2 separate regions of the Mus musculus genome follow, and region 1 is linked to region 2. Evidence: chromatin contacts called from public Hi-C data. All regions are on one chromosome and are shown on one strand. Each heading gives the region's core, a stretch centred on a gene start, on an enhancer-like site or on the middle of the called end of the contact. The rest is flanking DNA. Distances are from core to core; before and after follow the strand shown.

Region 1 (3,168 bases), core at 193-2,692, 71 kb before region 2:
CTTAAAAACTCTATTCCATGATTACCTACCTCAAAGCTTGACAGTCCACACCTGTCATTGGACCGGAGTTTCTTCGAGTGTAATGAAGCCTTCAGAATTGAAGTGGTTTTGGGAGACATGGGGGGAAGAGTTCTATTATTTTTACAGAGTGGCACTCTTCTCCCTGGAGATAAGAAGGCTGGGTCTGGTGTGAGGCTGGAAAAAAAAAGCAAAACAAAAAACAAAAAAACAAAAAACAAAACAAAACAAAACAAAAAAAAGAGAAGGGAAGGAAAGAATATTTGATTATTTCTTCATAAACCACCAATTCCTTTAGCACCTGGCTGTGGCTCCTGCTGCCGTGTGGAGAATATCAATGGCTTTAATATTCCCATCGTTGTGCCTTGGAATCAGTTGCCTGTCCTGCTGAGCTCTCTGAATTTCAGACCAGCGCCAGCCCTGAAAACCACGGCAGATGTAAGGGAAGTTTAGCCAGAATGCTCTCAGTTAAAGCCCGCCTCAACATTTCTCCTGTGCCCATGGGGTTTTAGCACACCCCTCTCCGCAGTCCCTTGATTGAGGGGCATATCCCTAAGTGTGCAGGTACTACATTAGGACATTTTCATAAAAATTTTTAATGGTCTATTTTGTTTGAATTGGGTCATTATTCTCAGTAGCATCACTGGCAAAGAACAACTCTTGAATATTAACTAGAAGGAAAGAGAAAACAATAACAAAGGCGAAACAAAAATCTCCAACAAGCCGAGTCCGGGAAAGGAAGCTGAGGTTAGGCTGGGTGTATAAATTTCATATGGCTCATGACCACAAGGTGGCGCTATGAAAACACCTCATTTCCAAACCCCGAAAAAGATACAAATAAGGAAAACACAATGAAAGAGCCTTTCGTGCAGAAAATAGTCTGTGTCAAGAGCGAGCCAGCAAAACGCATGCACCAGCAACGCCTGTGTAGTCTGCTGTATGCATGTGGATCCCGCCTGTAACCATTTTAAGGAGCAATGTTATAGGGAGTGGAAATTGGTATTTTTGCGGGGGAGGGTAGACATTTTATAATTGATACTTTTATAATTCAAACAGGAGCTTCAACATGTGTTAAATTTTTTACATTGATTATTAAATGCATTTCATCTCCCTGGCATCTTTGAAAGTGTGACATTTTAGACATCAGAATGATAGGCTAGGCTTTCTACCCCTCAACCCACTTCTATTCTACGTTGAGAGCTTGCACAGTGGGGGACATTTATTTAAAAACAATTAGTGCCCCATTAAGGGAAACATGAAGCCTGCGGGTCACAGATGTTCTCGGCTGCTTTGGGAAATTGTCATGTAGGAAGTTGGTAAATTAATACTCTGTGGAAAATAGTTCTGTCCTTTAGACATGTCGTCTGTTATGTGACTCCCTGATGTCAGTGCCACGTTATTTCCAGTGACTAGAGTCGTGGCAGAGTGTTCTGTATGTGCATAAGGCGTCCATTTGCCGACAGTGAGATGAAAAGCTGGTATTTCACAAGTTTGTACACGGAAGATGGGATGTTGCTATAATGGCTCGGACAATCTGGTTCCTGAAGGCAGGAGTGGAAAGTCGTCCAGGGGAACAAGCAGAGAAGCCCAGGGATTCGCATTGCTGAACTCAGAGCAGCCCTCTAGATCAGGAGATATGAGAGCATTTCCATTCCTACCATGAGGTCCCAAGAACTAACTCCCCTACGAGTGCCACACTACACGGCAGGAAATGGCATGGGGCCTTGTAGTTATTCTCTAGGGAAAAATTCAGGGATGTTAGAGGGAAATGTCTACACATCACAATTTGAATTTAGATAAAAATCTAATAAAACATTATGAATTACTTTAACAAAGAAAAGGAAAGAGACAATATAGAGAGCAGTGTGTGTATGTGTGTGTGTGTGTGTGTGGCTGGAAGTATTTTGTTGTTATTATGTGACAGAATCTCACTCTGTTGCCCCATCTGGTCTTGAGTTCATGGGTCCTTAAGATTCAGCAAACAAAGTCTCCGGGACTCCAGCCCAGCACTGCTGTATCTGACTGTGAGCTGGGTTTGAACCCGGGGCCTCCAGTGTGCCAAGCCTATACTTTACCATTGAGTTATACCCTGAGGGTGTGTGTATTTCTTTTCTCCTTCTTTTATATAATCTCATCACTTTGTCAGTCAAGCTGTCATATTTTCCCATCATCCACAGAGCAGGTGGCCAGGGGAAGGTCCCTGGTTTTCCCTCTAGCTGGGGAAAACCATACAGGTCGCTGATGAAAATTATGGCTGGGTTGATTCTTGGCTGACTCAATTACAGAGGCATTGCTCCAGCTGTAAATACAACTCATGATATAAAAATTATCCAGTCCCTACTTGGGGAAAAAAAGATGCTAATTAAAATATGAACCTCTAAGGAATGTTCCTTATTTAGATAACCAGTGTGTTAACTAAATTTGAGCCTGCAGCAATATAAACAGCTATTTCTGCTACTACTGCTATGAATTGTTTTGAAGTAGTCAACAGAACTGTATATTATTATTATACGAATCATATGTCTATTAGCTTGTAGAAAAGGTATATGGAAGGAAAGGTGTGTGTGTGTGTGTGTGTGTGTGTGTGTGAGAGAGAGAGAGAGAGAGAGAGAGAGAGAGAGAGAGAGAGAGAGGGAGAGAGAGAGAGAGAGAACTGTAAAGAAAGTAAAGTTTGCAATATACCCTGTCATACATTGGGCCAAGATAGCAGCTATTTCTGATACATATACACATTGTTCTTTTTATATGCCAATTCTCACAGTACATTGGGGATCCAAGCAACTTGTTTGGACAATTCATCACATTATCTTTAAAAAAATTCAGATAATTTGATGGTGTTTTAAAAAAATTAAGATACCATATATCCTATGGTAATTAGAATTAAAAATTATAGGATAGTTGAGAAGGGGAAGTATCCTAGATTCTGGAGCAAACCATCACAAAAGAACCAAATTCCTAACTTGATTTGAAAAAAATGCAAATAATCTGGTTCCCTCACGAGGAATTTTGAATCACTTGGAGGTTGGTTAATATAGAATTAGTGAAGTCAGGCATGATCCCAACTCTCATGAGGCTGAAACAGGAAGATTGCTGTGAGTTCAGGGCCAGCTTGGGCTATAGAGTAGGGCCTAGTCTTAAAGACAAGCAGCA
Region 2 (3,130 bases), core at 142-2,641:
CCAATGAAGGAGCTAGAGAAAGGACCCAAGAAGTTGAAGGGGTTTATAGCTTCATAAGAGGAACAACAATTTGAACTAATCAGTACCCCCAGAGCTCCCTGGGACTAAACCACCAACCAAAGAGTACACATGGTAGGACTCATGGCTCCAGCTGCATATGTAGCAGAGGATGGCCTACTCGGTCATCAATGCTAGGAGAGCCTCTTGGTTCTGTGAAGGCTCTATGCCCCAGTATAGGGGAATGCCAGGGCCAGGAAGTGGGAATGGGTGGGTTGGTGAGCAGGGGGAGGGAAGAGGGGATAAGGGGGGATTTTGGAGGGAGACCAGGAAGGGGGACAACATTTGAAATGTAAATAAAGAAAATATCTAATAAAAAAGATTGAAAAGGACAATACAAGTAGATTTGGCCAATGGATTTTGAGCAAAATGACATGTGTCACTCTTAAAAGTTGTATTATTTTATGTCAGCGAGAGACCCTGCAGAGCTGTCCCTTCTCTCTTGAGAATATGTAAAATGGGGATTTGACTCTTATAAACAGAGCCATTCTATCAACAGATGATAAGAAATAAGAATTGCTTGGTTACTATGGTTTTAGAGTTGTTATTACAGTGAAATTTAGCCAATTTGGGCAATTTATCTTAATGTGTCTGCTTCCTTCTCCTTATATTGTTTGAGGTAAAATACAGACTTGAGAGCATTTAAGAGCTGAGTTCTTGGCTTTTTTTTTTTTTTTTTAGAATATTCCTGGGAATTCCTTGTCCAGTTCATGGTCTCATGGGCATCATTAGTATAGCCCCAAACCTACATGCATGTTAAGACAAAATATGTTCAACCTCTTGAGCCTATGTCAGCAGGTGTGCCAACATTGCTTGTAAGCCTCCAACGAGTCCAAATATGTGACTCAGAAGCAAGGGTTAACTCGCTCACAAGAAAAGGCTTTCTGCATGCTTTGTTTCCATCTTCTTCTAGAACATGGCCTCAATGGCTGACCTACTGACTCCCCCTTCCCTGGCAAGCCGTGCACTAGCGGACTGCCCACCAACCAGGCAATTGAGTTGTTGCGGCCTGGCCATCCTGTCAGGGTGCTCTGGGCTTTGGAGCAGAGCACTGTGATCAGCAGACTTTTAGCACAAGGCTTCGTTTATTCAGAGCCCACTGTTGGCAGTGCAGTGAACTGCTCTTTTGTGAGACTTAGGGGGTCACAATTGGTTTTCTGTTCCCTGATGGACATAATAAAGAGGCAGGGTGGCCTCTTTCCCCTTGTCCAGGACAAGGAGTTGGGAGCTCTGCCTTCTGCCTTCAGCTCCCCCACTAAGGGACTTTCCCCAGCCACCTTGCCAAGCCTCTGTGACTCAGCCACTTTCTTTGGGAATTGAGGATGATCTGATTTATTCAAGAGCTGTGAGGCATGCTTGAAAAGGCCGTTGAAAACTGCAGCTTGTGTAGAATGGCTGGCCATCTTCTATGGTTTGGAAACTGGCACAGAGGTTGGGGAATTTCCCTTTCTTGTGTGGAGGTCTGTGGTTTTCTGTGCAGAAAAGTAGGGCTGGCCTGGTGTAACATTCCCCTGATCCCTCCTACTTCCTCTTGGGACCTGTGCCCTGTGATCAGAGCCTGTGCCCTTTGTCAGAAGGCTGTCAGAAGCCATATGCCCCACCATGCTAAGCTGCTGCTTCTCCTAGCTTTCAGAAAAAGTCACTTCTAATTTTAAGAATTAGAGCAATGTTTTAGACAGAAGGAAACGCAGTATGTGAAACGTTACACAGAGAAACAGTTACCCTTGAACACAACAGAGGACATAGAAGCACAAACAAGCCAGTTCCCACACAGAACTTTAAAGGATCAGCTCTAATGGGCTAGAGGGACACACAGCCACTAACTGCTTGGTTGTTGTCTTTCTAGCAGGGATCTGCCACAGTAGAACTAAAGCTACATAGTTGCTCTAAGGAATAGAGTTGATAACTAAAGAAAGGAAGGAAAACAGAAAGAACCTCTTAATAGTCTGTAATAGTGAGACAATCACCCAACTAATGACCTGTAATATTCAAGTAAATTCTGGCTTCTCATTAACCGGGGGTTGCATCTGCTGTGCAGTCTCAGTTAAAGAGAAAACAAAGTCTTTAGCTGAATAAGCAGGAAGTTATTACCTTCCATAGGTACCCTGGAGTCCAACGATAAATAAAATTACTACTATATAAAATTATTGGAATGTTACATTAAGTAAATGGAAAGTAATGTTGCATATGATATATTTACTGAAGATATTTTGTACATAGCAAAAAAAACTTTATAAAAGCTATTTAGATATTTTAAAATGTGCCCAGAGTGAGGCACAGTGAAATTCATGATAATATTTGAAACCCATAGGGTTTTATAATATAATTTACAATTAGAAAGGAAACAAGACAAGTCATAATAAGGTCCCAGTGTGTGTCTATGGGTAGAGGCATAGCACTCTGCTTTCTTTTCTTCCCATCAGCAGGCACAGCGACCTGTATGTAGCAAGTGTTGAACTTTCATCAGTGGTGGTTTAGTTGAGTTATATCCAATCCATCAGGAACAGGCTTTCTGCCAATGAATCTATGTAGATGTAATGACTAGGAAATATACAATCATTTCTGTCCTTGGCTTTACACCCCATGGCCTGATCCAGCTTCTTTTCATATATATATCTACAGGTTTCTTAATGGAATGCAATGTAGGAATTAAGAATAACATATCTGGAAAGAGGGGACTGGATGGTTTTGGTGAGAGATTCCTTTATTTGACATTCTTAATATACTGTGTAGACAGTTGGATAGCTATCTCTCAGTAGAAGTCTTCTCCTGGAAAAGAGTAATGAAGGGAGAATGGTTTTACCTGAATACAATTAGCTTCATGATATTGGAGACAGAGGGCCACATGGAAAGAAATGCTTTGCACTTTACAGAGAAGGTATAATATTTGGGGAACATGAAGATGGGGATTCAGGGAGAGAGAGAGAGAAGGAGAGAGATAATGGATAAATGGACTTTTTACTGAGAGGACCACAACCTCACCCCAAGCACCCCAGAATGTTCAGTCATGATGATGAGTGACTGAGGCCTCAGAGAAAGTTCACTCAGCAACCCAGCCCTTAACTTGGCTTGT

The links. A called contact is a pair of places that touch in the nucleus more often than the background predicts.
Region 1: a Hi-C map of forebrain shows a contact between it and region 2, with 4 times the contacts expected there. The contact joins two enhancer-like sites. A contact is called at or near these places in 10 of 484 Hi-C or Micro-C datasets (the Patski cell line, astrocytes, cerebral cortex and 5 more) and 1 of 115 datasets of contacts at active chromatin or transcription factors (astrocytes).

The regions. Positions count from the first base shown.
Region 1 is chr13:102,642,690-102,645,857 of GRCm38.p6, reverse strand. No RefSeq gene overlaps it. Among named protein-coding and RNA genes, the nearest start is that of Gm41046, 22 kb to the left of the region's middle. Within about 2 kb of position 1,442, at least 52 of the 459 cell types and tissues checked have an H3K27ac peak or open chromatin away from gene starts, as enhancers often do. A contact at or near this core is called in forebrain and uterus, where this site is marked.
Region 2 is chr13:102,571,787-102,574,916 of GRCm38.p6, reverse strand. The region is part of intron 1 of Gm29927 (a long non-coding RNA gene); the gene reads left to right. Among named protein-coding and RNA genes, the nearest start is that of Gm29927, 19 kb to the left of the region's middle. Within about 2 kb of position 1,391, at least 145 of the 459 cell types and tissues checked have an H3K27ac peak or open chromatin away from gene starts, as enhancers often do. A contact at or near this core is called in forebrain and uterus, where this site is marked.